4 separate regions of the Mus musculus genome follow, and regions 1, 3 and 4 are each linked to region 2. The links are chromatin contacts, called in public Hi-C and promoter capture Hi-C maps. All regions are on one chromosome and are shown on one strand. Each heading gives the region's core, a stretch centred on a gene start, on an enhancer-like site or on the middle of the called end of the contact. The rest is flanking DNA. Distances are from core to core; before and after follow the strand shown.

Evidence for each region. A called contact is a pair of places that touch in the nucleus more often than the background predicts. Capture Hi-C pulls out chosen DNA fragments and counts their contacts.
Region 1: a promoter capture Hi-C map of adipose tissue shows a contact between it and region 2, with 2.6 times the contacts expected there. The contact joins the promoter of Rab3gap1 here to the promoter of Actr3 in region 2. A contact is called at or near these places in 3 of 39 promoter capture datasets (the C10 cell line, hippocampal neurons and liver), 1 of 115 datasets of contacts at active chromatin or transcription factors (astrocytes) and 1 of 9 other capture datasets (adipose tissue).
Region 3: a promoter capture Hi-C map of liver shows a contact between it and region 2, with 3 times the contacts expected there. The contact joins the promoter of Dars here to the promoter of Actr3 in region 2. A contact is called at or near these places in 2 of 115 datasets of contacts at active chromatin or transcription factors (astrocytes and stem cell-derived neural progenitor cells) and 2 of 9 other capture datasets (adipose tissue and liver).
Region 4: a Hi-C map of B cells shows a contact between it and region 2, with 7 read pairs. The contact joins the promoter of R3hdm1 here to the promoter of Actr3 in region 2. A contact is called at or near these places in 2 of 39 promoter capture datasets (liver and pre-B cells), 3 of 484 Hi-C or Micro-C datasets (B cells, muscle stem cells and uterus), 4 of 115 datasets of contacts at active chromatin or transcription factors (astrocytes, bone marrow-derived dendritic cells, embryonic stem cells and 1 more) and 2 of 9 other capture datasets (adipose tissue and liver).

Annotation. Positions count from the first base shown.
Region 1 is chr1:127,866,197-127,870,272 of GRCm38.p6, reverse strand. Rab3gap1 (RAB3 GTPase activating protein subunit 1) reads right to left here and starts at 1,500. Exons shown (of 24, transcript NM_178690.4): 1 at 1,444-1,500; 2 at 1,293-1,348. The coding sequence starts at 1,461.
Region 2 is chr1:125,434,113-125,438,443 of GRCm38.p6, reverse strand. Actr3 (ARP3 actin-related protein 3) reads left to right here and starts at 2,717. Exons shown (of 12, transcript NM_023735.2): 1 at 2,717-3,159. The coding sequence starts at 3,116.
Region 3 is chr1:128,415,046-128,418,993 of GRCm38.p6, reverse strand. Dars (aspartyl-tRNA synthetase) reads left to right here and starts at 1,578. Exons shown (of 16, transcript NM_177445.5): 1 at 1,578-1,842; 2 at 3,583-3,640. The coding sequence starts at 1,777.
Region 4 is chr1:128,101,161-128,105,290 of GRCm38.p6, reverse strand. R3hdm1 (R3H domain containing 1) reads right to left here and starts at 1,985. Exons shown (of 27, transcript NM_181750.2): 1 at 1,808-1,985. Zranb3 (zinc finger, RAN-binding domain containing 3) reads left to right here and starts at 2,820. Exons shown (of 21, transcript NM_027678.3): 1 at 2,820-3,038. It also overlaps the pseudogene Gm29383.

The DNA.
Region 1 (4,076 bases), core at 251-2,750, 2.4 Mb before region 2:
CAGCAGGTTCTGATGCACAGTCAAGTTGGAGAGTTTTTAGTCAAGTGCACCAACTCTCGACGCCTCTGCCTTGGCTTTGGAAACTGATCTCACTGTATCATTTTTATTTATTTCCCAGTGATAATTCCTCACTTACTTGTCTCGAAATGTCAGTCCCTTCTCATGTTTAACCAAACCCTGAACCATTTTCCCTTTCCTTTCTTAAGGCAGTACCTCTTAGATTGCTCAGGCTGGTCTTAATTCCTTAGCTCAAGTGATCCGCCTCAGCCTTGCCAGTAGTCACTATTATACACAGGTGCCACGTCACCCAGCTTCCATTTCCCTCCCCAATTTCAAAGCAGGCATTTCCTATCTTTTCCCTACAAAAATGTCTCCAACAATTTTGTAGTCCACGTTTTCCCTACTTAACTAGTTCTTTGTAGTTAGTACCAACTGGCTTACATTTTAACTATTTGTTGGAGTTTTTAAAAGGTATATAGATTTCCCTGATCTTAGGATAGTTCAGGGCACACAGTACTTCCTCATAAAGTCTTGCTAGTGTGTTAAGTCTTACTGACTCGATGAAGTGTGGGGATGGGAACACAAGTCAAACTACTATTTCAAAGATCTTTTATATCTTCCTATGCCACCAACTGATATGAGAGCCACACATTTGTAAAGCCTACAAGCACTGCAACAATAACCTCAATAGCTAGCTATCAAGCCAACAAACTTAGTTTTCAACTCACTCAGGTGATAAAACATGTTCGCCTTAATGCAGTTGTTCATCTGAATTTGACAAGCTCGGGAAGTCTGGGCACAGGACCAAGTTTAAAATGTAACGCTGTGAATCAAAACATTCCAAAGACGTATGTAAACATACTATTTATAAGTATGAAATAGTAGAATTTTAATTTTTTAATTTCTCGAAGACAGGATAACGATGGTAAGAGGATGACAGATGAACAGTCATCGGTACGCTAAAAGTCTCTTCCAATAAACACAGGAAGAAAACACAGCAGCTGCTTAGCTGACGGCTTTGATGACAACTGAGGCAAATTGACATGAAAGCATAAGACCCGGGGACGACCTCGGAAATGGTTTTCTGTGCCAGGGAAGTGATCTGGAAGTCAACACAACTTGTTTTAAAGGCGGAGTCTGAAGGTTGGTCTGACCTGTCTGTATGATTGATGCGGAAAAAGCCAAAGTTGCCGTGGCGCGGAAGAAGAGACGAAGCGTGGGCGTCTCCCTCCGAACCAGCGTCACCTGTGTGATGCCGCCCGGGGCCAGACAGGACCAAACACACTACTCACCTCTCCCACTCCGAGGCTGTGGTGAAGTCTGTGATCTCAAACACTTCGGACTCGGGCTGCGGGGACAGAGAAGAGCACAGACAGTAAGCTGCGGGCCACTGACGTCGGCGGCAGAACTCTGTGACAGAGGCACCCAGGGCGCAGAACTCACCTCACTGTCCGCCGCCATCTTGCGGAGCGGAGCGTCAGGCCCCGCGCGAAGGCTGTCGGGAAGAAGGGAGCTAGGAGGAGGGCACTGAGTGGCCGTGGGCGGGGCCTCGGTGGGTGGTGGGTGGGGCCCCGAAGCGGGCCCGCCTACAAAGGGCCTGCTGGAAGGTGGGAAGACCTTTTTCCTCCAGACAGAAAGATCTTAGTGTGGCATACGCTCTTCTTCAAGGTGGTTTAGTAATATTTTTTTTAAAATTCTGTTGGGGCTAGAGGGATAACTGTGCAGTTAAGACTACCCGCTGCGCTTTCACAAGACCTATGTTCGATTTCCAGCACCTGCATAGCAGTTCACAACCATTTGTGATTTCAGTCCAAAGGGATCCTGTACCTGCTTCTGGCCTCGACTGACACCAGGCATGCACGTGCTGCACAAACAGATTTACATGCTGACGAAACACTCATGCACATGAAATAAAATTAACAAGTATTGTTTAAAGAATTAAAAGTAAAAATAATAAGAGTATTTTGTAGACTCAAGAAGAGCTGATGAGCCGAGCGTGGTGGCACACACCTTTAATCCCAGCACTCGGGAGGCAGAGGCAGGCAGATTTCTGAGTTCGAGGCCAGCCTGGTCTACAAAGTGAGTTCCAGGACAGCCAGGGCTACACAGAAAAACCCTGTCTCGGAAGAAAAAAAACAACCAAACAAACAAAAAACAACAACAACAAAAAACAAAAACAAACTGATGAACATTTTGAAATTGTTACATGACATTCACATCCACAGATGTATTGGGCTACATTCATAAATATCTTGGGGCATATGTAGTCCTATATGGCAAAGACCCTAGATATGCATGGTCACAATTGTATTTAAAAACCTCTTTGAGTTTTCATTCAAATGGGTTTTTTTTTAGATTTATTTATTCATTTTATGTATATGATTACACTAGAATGTGTATGAGTATATTTATTTTATGTATATGAGTATACCAGAAAAGGGCATCAGATCCCATTACAGATGGTTGTGAGCCACCTTGTGATTGCTGGCATTTGAACTCAGAACCTTTGGAAGAGCACTCTTAACCACTGAGCCATCTCTCAAGCCCTTGGTTTTGTTCTTGAGATAGGGTTCATAAGCCAGCCTCACACGCCTTGTGGTGAGAAGAGCGAACTGGAATTCTGATCCTCTTGCCTCCTTTTGAGTATCCTGACTGCAGTCATGTAGCACCGTCTTGGATTGTATGGTGTGGTGGTAAAGACAGAAGCGAGGACCATGCATGCTAGGCAAAAGCTCTACCAACAGAACTACATCCTCAGCTCTTGTTCAAACTTTACAACTCATAAACACTGACCAAGATCCTTAAACCCACTGTCTCCTTTCCTAACCCCAGGAAAAGAAAATCTATACAACTAAACTTATTGTTTTAAAAAGCAGCCAGGCATGGAAGTGCATGCCTTTAATCCCAGCACTCAGGAGACAGAGGCAGGCAGATCTCTGTTAATTCAAGGCAAGCCTGGCCTACAAAGTGAGACCAGGACAGCCAGGGCTCTGTTACACAGAGAAACTCTTGTCTTGAAAAACAAAACAAAAAATAAACAAAACCAAACAACATCATACAAGTTACATATACTCTGAGAAGAACATACTATTTGATGAGTGCTTTACTTTTTAAACCACTGAAGGACAGGAGTGCTAACTAGCAGTTGGAATTCTGTTGGGGACTGTAGAGATGGCTCAGCAGTTAAGAGTACTGACTGTTGTTACAGAGGACCCCAACTCTGTCCCCAGCATCCACGTGGCTACATACAACGCTCCATACTTCTAGTTCTAGGGGACTCAGCACCCTCTTCTGACTTCTATAGTAAACAGAAATGCACACAGTGCACAAATACACATGCAGACAAAATAATTATATACATAAAAATTTAAATTAAATAATTTTTTGAGACAGACTCTTTATTATGTAGCTCTGGCTTTTGTGGGACTCACTGCGTAGACAAGGTTGGCCTCAAACTCACAGAAACCCACCTGCTTCTGCCTCTAGAGTGCTGGGATTAAAAGCATGTGCCACTATGTTTGGAACTTAAGCAGGTCAGGAAGCAGGAGCTGATGCAGAGGCCATGGAGTGATGTTACTTACTGGCTTGCTTGAGTTCCAGTCCTGACTTCCTTTGGTGATGAACAGCAAAGTGGAAGTGTAAGCTGAATAAGCCCTTTCCTCCCCAACATGCTTCTTGGGTATAATGCCTTGTGCAGGAATAGAGACCCTAACTAAGACAAATTGGTACCAGCATAGTGGGATATTCTTGTGACAACCTGACCATGGTTTTGAAGGCATGAGGGGGTCATGAAGAGCAGCTGGGGTTCGGCACTGTAAGAAGCCATGGAAGGCCATTAGTGAAGTTGCAGCCTCGGTTCCAATTGATGGCCCAGGACTAAAGGAGTCATGCAAAGGAGTTGAGGTTTGGTGCCATGAAGAGAGCCCATGAGAGGCTATTGGTGAAGTTTAGTTGCAGCAGAAGACAGCAGTGTTTTGGAGATGCCAGTACCATGAGATGACCACCAAGATCAGCAGCAGCAGTGGAGTACTGGCAGCTAGAGCCTAGAAGACAAAGTGTGTGCTACAAAGGGCAGA
Region 2 (4,331 bases), core at 1,468-3,967:
GATAGCCCCAAGTAAATTGTAATTACCTTCCAACCTTACAGTCAGTGAAGTTCTAATTAGTTAACCAGCCTTCCAGAAGGTTCCATGTAAGATGCTATTCTTTCCAGAAAGTTCAGTTCTTACAGCCAAAACTTTTTTTTTCCCCCTAGCTCTTTTGATACGTTCCAAGTTGCTTTAGGATAAACTTGAGTATGCTTAGAGGTAGCTACACATTTCTGAACCACCCTCTTTCTCAGGGTTCGTTTTTCATCACATCCTCTTTGGCTGTCTTCATTTTAACCACTGAAGGGAAGAGGTCAGATTCCCCTCCCCCAGGCCTGCCTCAAGTCAGGTCCTGGACACATGCACCTTCTTCTCTTCTCGGGAACCCCCCTCCCTTCCTTCCTCTGTTTCTTACTCTGTGGCAGAGCCACTTATCTTGTTCAAGTGTGTCTGCTCTGCTGTTTGCCAACTCTTCACCTGTTTCTCACAGTTCTCAGCACTTTTCTGTGGCTCTTAATACAATCTGTTTCTCTACTCACAGGCAGAACTCTGATCCCACACCCCTTATCTATTCTTTGCCCCACTATATTAAGGATCAATATAGTCTCTGCCACACAGAGCTGGTGAAAATACTTTTCACCAAATGACTAACATTAATAAGAGAAAAGTCGGTATTTTACCCCTCAGGTCAGCTTACCTAACCTGATAACAGAATTTTCTGCATTGAATAACACATCTTTTCTTAATGTATTATTATGGTCTCATATAAGCAAACCTAGATTAGCCTGCTCAAAATATGCTCTCCAGTACAGTATGGCACAGGGGGTATGGGGGTGACCAAACACTTTTGGATGAGGCCTGCTCTTCAGAAGGGAATTTAGGCAGATTATGCTAAACCTGTCCAAACCTCCCATGGTTTAGGCCGTCACAGGCTGTATAGGGAAACCTGTTGCCCTACTCAATAGACCTGTTGTAATATTACCTTGTAAACACTGATATTTCTACACATATCATGCTGAGGGTAGGTGACTACTGACCATCAGCCTTAGATGGTCCATCTATGCAGACCCTCACCACTCCACAAAGCTCGGGGAGCATCATGGAGGAGGGGATGGGGGTGCATAGAAGATGCTGTCTTCTGGACATGACACAGATTTTGCAGTTATAGTTTCCTGAAGATCTAGCCAAGATCAGTCAGCATTTCAACCAAACTGACTGGATTCAGGAGATTACCAAAAAATAAATGAAAATCAGAGGGGACAGGAAGGGAGGAGGAAGAAGAGGAAGAAGAGGAAGAGGAGAAAAGGAGGAGGAGGAGGAGGAGGAGGAGGAGGAGGAGGAGGAGGAGGAGGAGGAGGAGGAATACATTGGGATATCCAGGGGAGCCAGAGAGAAGGTTCTGGGTAAATTCAATCAAGATATAGCATTTACATGTATGGGATTGCTAAAGAATAAATAAAAGACAAGCCTGTTGGGAAGGAAAGCTATTAACTTTCCAGGTTCCTGCTGATGAGAAAGTAAATTCTCAGGTTCTACTGCACATTGATTTTGCCTAATCCCCTGGGAGATGACCCAGCAACATACTTTAAGCTTTCTATGTTACTCTGATGTATTCAAGTTTTAAAAGTATTACTTTTTAAGTCTGTGATGTAAAAAAATACATATCTTTTTCTCATCTTTCTTTCTTTTTCTTTTTCTTTTTTTTTCCAACTAGAAAAAGTTGGTATCACGTTAACAGCACTCCACAGAAGGAAATTCATTGTCACTTCAACCGGAATAGAGGCCACCTGCACAGAGTCTATTTTGTAGAACACAACCTCTGGGACACTGGCCTTTCTTAAAGGCCGGAGATAATCTCACTACTCTTGAAAGAAGTTTATCATCACCCCAAAACCCAAATAAAGGCCATTTGTACAGGCTATGTAGAGCATAACCTCTGGGAAACTTGATTTTTTAATTTTTGTTTTATATTTTCTTATGAGGGGGAGGATGTGCGCAAAATCAAAGAACAACTTGTGGGGGTCTTTTCATTCCTTCCAGCATGTGGATCTCCAAGGGCTCAAACTCAGGTTAGTGAGTGCAAGCATCTTTACCTGCTAAGCCATGTCACTGATCCAACACTTGCCTTTCTTGGAAGACACACAGGAATCCCCAAACCCTGAAGAAGGTGGGTTTGTTATTGTTCAACCTAACGTCTTGGATCCTTGCCTGTCTTAAAAGCAAAGGCCCACCATTTTGGGGAGCTTGCAAACTACAATGCAATAGTATAACTGACATAAATCTCAGGACACATCCCTTTTCTGACTGCTCACCTACAGCGATTATGGGGACATGCCGCTGACCACGTTTCCAATTAGCCCTTCACCCCACAGTAGAAAGCCTCCTGCCCATGGCTCAAGTTAGCAGAGAAGAAACACACTCAACACCCACCACCACCAAAAGCCAGCTTCCTAACTAAATAACTGCCTGACTTCTGGGCTGCCACCGGCCAGAAAATGCGAACTGGAATCTTCGCAAGTCGGAAGCGGAGCCGCGACCCACAGCTGCGCGCCACTGCGCATGCGTAGCCGCTTCTGGACCCCCTTCAAGCTCAGCTTGGCTTCTGGGCTTCCAGCTATTTGAAAACCCAAAGTGGACTTTCTGGCTATCCGGAAGGGAGCCGGGGCCGGGCGGCCGCACAGTACATCGCACGCACGCGCGCGCGTGCTCGCTCCTCCCACCCGGAACCGGAAGTGGGAGCGATCGCGGCCTGGGGCCTGGCCTGGCCGGGGCGTCGGCAGCGGCGGCCATCTTGGCTCCCCGCGGAAAGGCAGTGCGAGGGGGAAGAAGTTGTAGGGTGGGGGCGGGAGCGAGGAGGAGGAGGAGGAGGGCGGAGAGCGGAGGGGTAGAGGAGGAGGCCGCGGCAGGGTAGGGCGGGGACAGCCAGCCTGCCGGCCGGCCAGCCTGCTGGGCTTGCGGAAGTACTAGCCGACTGCTCACTCGCTCCTGCTCGGGCTTCCCACAGCTCCCTCCCTTCCTCCCTCCCTCCCGACCGAGGGCGGCCCGGGCCGGTGCATGGTCAGCCAGCTCCCATCTCTAGCTCCCCGGCCTCTCAGCAGCACGGAACGGACGGCAGCGGCGGGCGAGGAGGAAGATGGCGGGACGGCTGCCGGCCTGTGTGGTGGACTGTGGCACGGGGTACGGCGGGTCTTCGGGGTGGGGGAGACTGAGGCCGGGGACGGGCGGAGGAGGGAGATGAATGGGGGGAGCCGGCCAGACTGGCGAGGGGTGGTGCCGGGAGCCTCCCGGGACAGAGATCTTTTCCAGGCCCTTCCTTTCCGAGGAGGCCGTCTGGCCCACCTGGCTGTCCTTTCCCTTCTCTCCCCTTTGCTGCCTGTGAAGCAGGGCACCCACCGAGGACCTCCAGACCTAGGAGCAAGGAAAAGAGAGAGAGAGAGAGAGAGAGAGAGAGAGAGAGAGAGAGAGAGAGAGAGAGAGAGAGAGAGAAGCGCTCCTTGCAGATTTTGCAAGATCGCGGTGACAACTCTCGATCTCTTAGGGCGTGTGGGTGGGGAGAGCGACGAACCAGGCTGTGAAAATGGGAAGCTAGCATGGGGGGCTTTTGCAGCGGACCCACGCGCCGCCTGGTTTCCGCCCACACCCATTCGTAGCCATCTCCCACTACCCATTGAACCAAGTCAGTTCCAGCGAGGAGGATCTCACGGGGGTTATAGCTCTTGCCTCAAAAAAGTCCCTTGGTGAGCAAGCGCGCTGCAACTTCCTTAGTTTTGTCAAAGCCGCTTCCTGCTTTCCGTCTTTTATAGCCTTATAAGGTAGTTTTTCGTCTCGAACGTTACCACGTCTTATTAGAACTTTCAAAATTAAGCAGGTTGCATAAAGAGTACATTATGAGTGGTAGGTATCAATATGTCTGAACTAGAAAAAAAAATGTTCTTGTGTGTCCACGGAGGGAGACAGAGGGGAGAGAAGGGACGCACCCTGGAACCTAAACGTTTGTTCACGTTCGTTTTGTGACTGTGTCTTGAAAACTGAAAGGGGGTATAAAGGAATGTGTTTGATTTAAAGTAATTGTTTCTGATAGTAGTGTGGTTGACTAAAATGACTTTAAAGTAGTGGTTTTGTATTAATGAACCTTGTCAAGAGTTACAACTTGCTCTGGGTAGTGACCTAGAGAGAAGACTGTACATTTTTTTATGTTCTACGTTGAAATCCTTGGTGGAGGAAGAGGCCTGTCTGATCTCGAATCCCCCAAATACATCAGTGGTTTTGAGGATAGTTGCCAACCTTTTTCCTCTTATTCTCCCTACCACAGTTATTTAAGCGATGCCTTTTCTTTCCCTCCACACTAG
Region 3 (3,948 bases), core at 329-2,828, 3.0 Mb before region 2:
TCAAAGCAAAGGAGCACAGTAAGACATATGCAGGAAAACAACAAGAAACAAACAAACAAAAGGAGTCTTGTGGACACACTGAAATATGACAATTCCACCCTACCAAATGACAATAGAATTTATATGTTGCCTTCTGTCGATCAGGGCATACATTAGTACTAAGGCTAAGAGAATAAATACTTCTTTTAGAAATGGAGCCAATTCAGATGCTTTCTGCATTGGAATCCCTTGACTATAATGGAATGTGCTATTGACCATAAGTATTCACTATCATTCCCTAAGGAATGAATACATTCTTCTGTTTTGAGCAAACAGTAGCAGATTAAGATGTGTCTCTTCTCGGCAGTCAGCCTGCGTCAAGTAGAAAGATCAGCTCAGGATCCTGGCCAGAACCATCAGTAATCATTTTATTGCCAATGGTTTATATAACGCTTAGCACAAAGCACATATTTATAACCACTGATGAGTTAATTGAACCATATTTTCCCCCACCTATAACTACATAGTAAACTACACTTCTGGAGCCACCATATCTATCTTACCTGGATTCCAGATCTAAGTAAAATCTTACCTGGATTCCAGATCTAAGTAAAGTTATTCCCAGAGAGCTTTCATTTGAGGGGATAAGGTAGGGTTGGGGAGGAGGGTCCAATTGTATCCTGTTAACAAGTATTGACCATGACATTTTATGTCAAGATAAGACACTACAGACAGCTAAAATGTGACAAAGACGGCTAAAGCTTGTGTCCAGCACCGGAAGTAGTATGTAATCAAGTCTTCAAATTTCATCCCAACAAACTTTTCCTTCTTGGTTGTTGTTTTAAGATAGAGTCTCACTACGCAAACAAGGCTGGCCTCTGCTTCCTGAGTGCTGTTAACTGCAGGCCCGAATTACCAAAGCCCACATTCAATAAAAACGACAGCATTTTTCAAAAGTCTAATTTAGGGAAGATTCACCCATTAGACAACCAACACTATACTATGCATTGCCTTTCACAACACAACAAGTCAAGGAAAACCTGTAGGCTATTGCTTTTAAAACAGTACTCCATCCTGCCTTAGGAGCCTACCTGCCTACCTCTAACACAGCATCCTGCCTTCCCACACAGAGCAGGTTGCCCAGAGACCTCCTCTGACCCAAGAGACAGGCTTCCACAGGGCAGTGAAGGCATCAATTCCAAAAGCGGAGATCCCAGCTGGCAGGACGCGAGACAAGCTGTCTGCCAGGGAGGGTGAAACAATGATACTCACCCCACCCCCAACTCCCTGTCTCTAAATATACAAGTAAGCAAGCTCGTGGTGTTTCACACTCTTAATCCCAGCACTCAGGGAGCAGAGGCAGGAGGATCCTCGTGAGTTCCAGGCCAGACAGCATTACACAGACCCTGTCTTTAAAATAATTAGAATTAAATTTAAAAAGAGGGACTCTGGGAGCAAGGGGAAGACAATTAACTGGAATGAAGTTAGACCAAGAGGGTAGGTATGTCAAGAGGCTCTGCAGGGAAGATTCCTCGGAGCCTATCCTGCGAGACCACACCCACTTCTGGGCCACGCCCCATGACTCCCGTGGGCGGGGCAGAGGGAGGAGCTGGCGGCGGCGCGCGAGAGCTCGCTGTGGCTCTCGCGATATTTCCGAAGCCAAGGTTCCACGCGGAGACTGGGGGCTTAGAACCCGGGCTGGGAGGGCGAGACTGTGCGGGAGGGAGCCGCTTCTTAGCCTGTCCTACGGAAGCCTGCGAGGGAGGGTGGTATCCACTCCCCAAATCCAGTGTCCTGATGCCCAGCACCAACGCCAGCCGTAAGGGTCAGGAGAAGCCGCGGGAGATCGTGGACGCGGCGGAAGTGGGTTTCCTCCTTTCCCCCCGGGTCGGGGAGTGCGCTGAGGGAGGGAGTGGGGCGATCCGGGCGCCGCTTCCGTAGCTCCCGTCAGCGCTTTACTCGCAGGCCGCGGCGTGGGGTGTCGCGTCGCAGGCCAGTGCTCCCGAGGACCCCAGGGGCCGTGCCTGGGCTCGCGGCCTCAACTACTCGGGACTGTTAACTCTTGGGACCGTGGCCTGGAAGAACCGTGTTCCTGGGGGTGGGGGGACAGGCAAACGTGGGCGCTCGCGGAACCGGAAGTAGCTGCGGCGAGGTTCACTCGAGCCTTCCTAGGTTAGCACGTCCTGCACGGAACACACCAGCCCAGTCCCCGGACATTTCTGATAAAGCACCACTAATCGATACCCTCAGCCCTCATAATGTTCTGGCCAGTAAAGACAGCCCTTTGCAGCACGAGCTGCCAGTGTATTTAATGACTTTTCCTTGTGACAGCTGCCAACACGTGTTATCTTGGTTTCCTTTCTCAGTGACTCTGTGAGGTAGGGTAGTGCAATTCCCAGAGATAACCCTCAGTGATCCATAGCACTTTGCAGAAGTCAAGGTTTGAAATCCTCTAAGTTAGGTGTTTGTAGTAATACTTAAGTCTTAATCTTTTCCTGGCTCCTAATTTTTTGGTGGAGGAATTCAGCATTTGCTAACTACATCATAACTCAGAATAATAAGTTACTATTTAGTTCTGCTGAAATGTGAGTACTAAATAGAAACAATAACACTTTTTTTTCTTATTTTCACCCCCCTTTGGTTCAAATGCACCACCTATTTATGGCACATACCATTATGTGACAGTTCTCTCATATTGAAGAAACAATTTCAACAAGAGAATGTAGAAGAACAGAAACTGTTTCAGACATCTTTCAAAACTACCTTGTTAAAAAAAAATTTAAGGAAATTATTTTTGTGTGTTAGTGTGTCTAATTGTATAAATTATCAACACACCATTGTAAGTAGTATAGGTATAAGATACAGTATATGGTAGACATTATAATAGAGTTCTATAAATAAATGGAAGGAACTTAAGAACATTGTAGAGGTAAGGTAAGATAAAATGAAAGACTACGTAACTGTTTAATAAGTGTAGTTTATAGCCTGAACTTCAGCTCCTCTTCCTAACTTACTCCATGAAATTTGATAATATTGCCATTCTCAAACTATGTAACCTGTTATTAGTTGTAGAAATAGGAGGCAGGTGAATTTTCTGGTCGTGTTTTACAAAAGGAAAGTTGTAGTTAGCGTGTATCAAACAGCTCCGATTTCTAACAAGTGAACATCTGGTGCTCAGAAACCTTACCCAAAGCGTTGGTTCTCTTTGAACACCTCTTCCTGTGATAGGAAGTTAATAAAACTGTAGGACTTCATCTTACTCCCTTCACAGGGCAAATTTATATCTCTTCTTTGAAGTAGATTAATCTCCCTTGGAATAAGGTAGTTAAGAAGCATTCTATGCATGTGTAAGTTATACCTGGGAGTACTATTATGCATGATATATCTATGCACATATGTAAATATAATAAATATATAACCAGAAACTGGGTGCTTTTTTTCTTTGTAGTAAGCACATACATAAGTGAACAAATTTCCATATTTAAAATGGCTGAGTTTAAAAGTGTACTTTTGGAAATTAATACAAATTTATTTGTAGTTCTAGGTACTTGTATTTATGTATTTAAATTAAAAGTCATTTTACCAAAAAATTTTTTTCCCTAGGATTATGCTAAAGAGAGATATGGGATATCTTCTATGATACAATCACAAGAAAAGCCAGGTTAGTATTTTCCTTGTAATTCTAGAATACTTCATGAAGTTTAAAATAGGGTTGACTAAAGGTTTATGGATGTTAACACACTCTGTAAATATTATCAGCCTGTAGGTCTTAATCTGGAAAAGAATATGTTTGTTTGTTTGTTTGTTTGTTTGTTTGAGGCAGAGTCTTGTGAATTAGAATTACCCAGGCTGGTCTTGAACTCTGTGTGGCAGAGAGTGACTTTTAACTGCTGACTTCCCCTCTACCCCTCTGAGTGCTGATTTATAACTAGCATGTACCACCAATCCAATCAGTTCTAATTTTTAAAT
Region 4 (4,130 bases), core at 736-3,235, 2.7 Mb before region 2:
TAGTAAAAGAATGTAGTCCCCTGTATTTTCATCAGACCTTCCATACAAAGAATTCATGAGACCTAAATATATCACTGCATAAATTGCCAACTAATTATCAAGTTTGGGGAACTATGCTAGGGAATGTATGCTATGGGGACTCAATGGAGAAGCTGAGGGAACTAATCTTCAAAAGCTATGTACTACATTAAAAAAATCAGTAACACATAACCAGATTCCTTCTTAATCCAAGTGAATGGATCTATTTTACTTCTGTATCTACTTGCATTATTTTGAGAACATGGCAGATTCCTAAGGTACTTCTGTGACCCAGAAGAAATAGTCTATTAGTCAAAGCATAGGTTGTTTATTCAGAACCAGTGTTCTCTCTAAAACAAATAAATCTTAGAAATGGGGTGGTCTGTAGCCATGCCTATTATAGATTACAGGGTCCACTAAAGTCATATTCTCCTAGGCTGAAAAAGCAGAGTGGAATTTGAAAAGATGGGCACACTATCAAAATCTGATACAATTATAAGACAATCCCCTAAAATATAAAGACATAAAATCTGAAGAGAATGATATTTCTTCAGTTAAATGGGTAGCTACATGAACTCTACTGATTCAAGTATTATAAGGAAGGGGCTTCGAGGTTGATTTCATCTTTTTATGACTCGATGCTCTTGGAATCAATGACATTTAAATTTAAGAGGTTTCTTTAGCTGGGCGATGGGGGGCCACACCTTTGATCCCAGCTCTTGGGAGGCAGAGACAGGTGGATTCTGTGAGCTCAAGGCCAGCCTGGTCTACATTGTGAGTACCAGGACAGCCAGGGCTACACAGAGAGACCCTGTCCAGGGAAAAAATCTAAAATAAAGGGGAGTATGGTATGAGATTCTTTAACGTGACCCAGCCAAACTATAACCTTAGGAGTGGGATATGTGTGTTTGTGTGTATTCATTCATGCTAGAAATTCTATTTTTACCTCTTCAGAAATGCACCTTATTATTTAGTAAGCAGCACTGCTTTGGAAGATACCTCTTCACCTCTAACTAGTTTAGGGGACTTGCTCTCTCAGGACCCAATTCACAGAAGTCACAACAGCCAAACCCAATTTTGTTTCTCCTTAAAAGCAACTTCAGACAACAGTGACAATCTCTGGTACATAACCACAAGAAGAAAAAAAAAAAAACTTCTAATATACAGGGATGGAAAGGGGGGAGGGGGATTTACATCATAACGTCCCCCGTAGGTTCGTCCATCAACGACCAAGGCTCTGACAGTCATTCAACTTTCTTGCTAATTTCCCCACTGTGTTTTTTCTAGCAGTACGGGCAGTACGGGCACGACGTGCTGTTTCCCTTTTGGTGTGTGTGACAATTCCCCGGAGCGGGGGTATCAGCCCCGGGCATCTGGTCCAGGCCCCGGAGAACAGTTCCGCGAACGGTCCCTGCTCCAGCCTGGCCTGACTATGTTGCTTTTCCCCTCCGTCCTCCCCGGATCTCCAGGGCTCGCAAGAGCAGCAGCTGCAGCAGGGACGCTCGGGAACCTGTCCCCAGCTCCCCCGCTAGGCCTCAAGGGGTTGGCGCTGCACATGGCCCCCAGCGAAGCGGCGGGCACCGCGCGGTGGAGGCGACTAGAGGGCTCGCCTCAGAACCCGACGGCCCCTGGCGGGCCGGAGGAGAGGGGAGGGACGCCGTCTCCTCAGCGCTTAGCTCCCCGGCTGCCTCACTCTCCCGCTCCGTTAGCGCTACCGGTTGGCGGGCGGGGGAGGGGAGCGAGCGCGTTATTCCCGGGGCGCCGCGGGGGAGGGGACAGCATCTCTTACCCGCGTTACTGAGAAGGAGCAGGAGGAGGTGGCGGGAGCGCGGCACAGCGGGGCGACGGCGGGGCCGGCTGGTTGCAAGGTAGAGTCTCACGGAAGGGAATTAACCCCATCACCAGCCCGGACACCGGCTCCAGCGGCAGCCGCGGCGGCAGAATCCCGCCCCTTCCCACCACGCACTGGCCCCGCCTCTCCGTCGCGTTGACGGAAAGCAGCCTACCTCATACGCTAGGTCAACATTAAGTGACATACAAATTATCCAATCAGCGTTTGAAAACCACTTTCGCTCCACCCCCATTATCACTGCGGGACAGCGGGAGAACGGGACTAAGTCTATCTCCACCCACAAAAGAAAAAGAACCAATCCCGGGCAAGTTGTCGTCCCTGAACGACGTAAGAGTCAACCAATGATAAAGCTAGGAGGACAGCCATTTTGCCCACTTGTGAAAGAGCCACCTTTCCCACGAGTAGAATCCTGAGGTGGGCGAGTTCCGGGCGATTTTAATCACTGGAGATGTGGTAGACAACTCTCTTTCTTCAGGGAATGATTATAGAGCTTTTTAAGGATGAAAGGACAATTTTGTCGTTCATGTGGGAAGATGAGAGGAAGGCTTTAAGGATGTGGCTCCGCCCCTTAGCGGTAACGGGTTCCAGGCTGAACACCTGGTTCCTCCAGTCTTAGTGGTGGAGGCAGGGCTTCTGAGCACTTTGGCTCCTGCGACTACAGTTCCCAAGATGCTTTGAGACCCTGTTTTCCTCATTTTGCTTCCGGTAGTGTTTCATGGGAATTGTAGTTCTTGAGAGGTTACGGTGTAACCTCCTTGTCTAGATGAGTAAGAGGAAATTTTTGAATAATTTGGAGTTGAGAATGAAGTCGCAAGGTTCTAGTCAGGTCTTTTCGCATCGCTAAAGGAAGGAGAATATAACAGGGTTGGGAATTTTCTCAACACATTACAATGTTTTAGAGTGCTGGTATTTGAACTCTTCCAAGTCTAGGTCATCCGTTTAACGTCACTTCCGCTTAGTTGAAGACGCTTGCAAAAAGTTTGGCGGGAGTTGAAGATTATGAAGCTAGTGCTGCATTTTGGCGGACTGTATAGGGCAAGAGATGGGAAATTGACTGCACTTTAATTGCGCTATAAGAAAATAGTGGGTAACAGTCGGGCGTGGTGGCTGATGCCTGTAACAGCTGGAAGCTGAAAGGTCGCCGCGAGTTCATAGCCTGGGCTACAGAGTGAGTTTTAAAACAGCTGGGACTACAGAATTCACCTTGTCTAAAATAACCCCCCCCCCCGCACTGCCCCCTCCCCCTAAAAAAACCCATCCAGAAATATGAAATGGCATGGGTGTAATTCTCGAGCCTGTAATGTAATTTTCTACTTTGCTACTTAGTCTTGCAGAGCCAGTGTTTATCAGATCTGTTCACTCTTGAGTTTGTAGAGGATGCTTTAATTTGCCTTTAGCTACTGTCTGTGAAGCAGCATAGGTTCATGTCCTGGAAGGTATTGGAAATTCTGAACTAATTCCTCCCATTTATACAAATAGTCCCCAGAAGTCAGAAGTTGCCTTTGAACAGGATCTTAAAAAAAAAAAAGTCTCCTCCATCATTTTTATGGAGACTTTGTCTTACTACTTTTCTCATAAATATTTATTGAGCACTTACACTAGTGGTAAATATACTAGGCTTAAAGGATTGAAGAGTGCACAGAAAGGTAAGTTTTGTTTAAAACGAGTTAGAAAGATTAAGCAAAATTTATGTTACTTGGTCTTTTTAATATCTCCAAATTTAGCATCTTCATAGTTATGTTTTGTGTGTTGATTTGGTTTCCTCTTTGCTTTCTACTTTTAGATTTAAAAACCATTCCTTTCTATTTTCATTATTTTTATTGAAGTATTAAGTCTGTGTCCAGAACTGTTAAGAGGTGTTTTATATACTATGTGGATGAGAGTCCTAACTAGTGCAATCCCAGAGACAGAAATATATCTGCAACTTCCAAGCAGACAAAACACTCTTACTTTTTTAAAGAAAATAAATGTTTTTGCTTTTCAATATAATACTTTCACGTGTGTGTGTGCAAGTGTGTGTGTGTGCTATATGAATATTAAACAGAAGGCATCATCCCCATCTAGGAGTTAGAGTTTCAAGTGATAACTTAGCATTGTCCATAAATGCTTAGTTGGGATTTTTTTCATAAGTCCTTCCAGAGTAGAAGTCAATATGTAGTAATAATGACAATCATATTACTGAATATTTAATCTGAGCCCCAAAAGGGCTAAGGGTGTTTAGTATGTCTTTTATTTTTTTGAGTGCTGGAGACAAACCGAG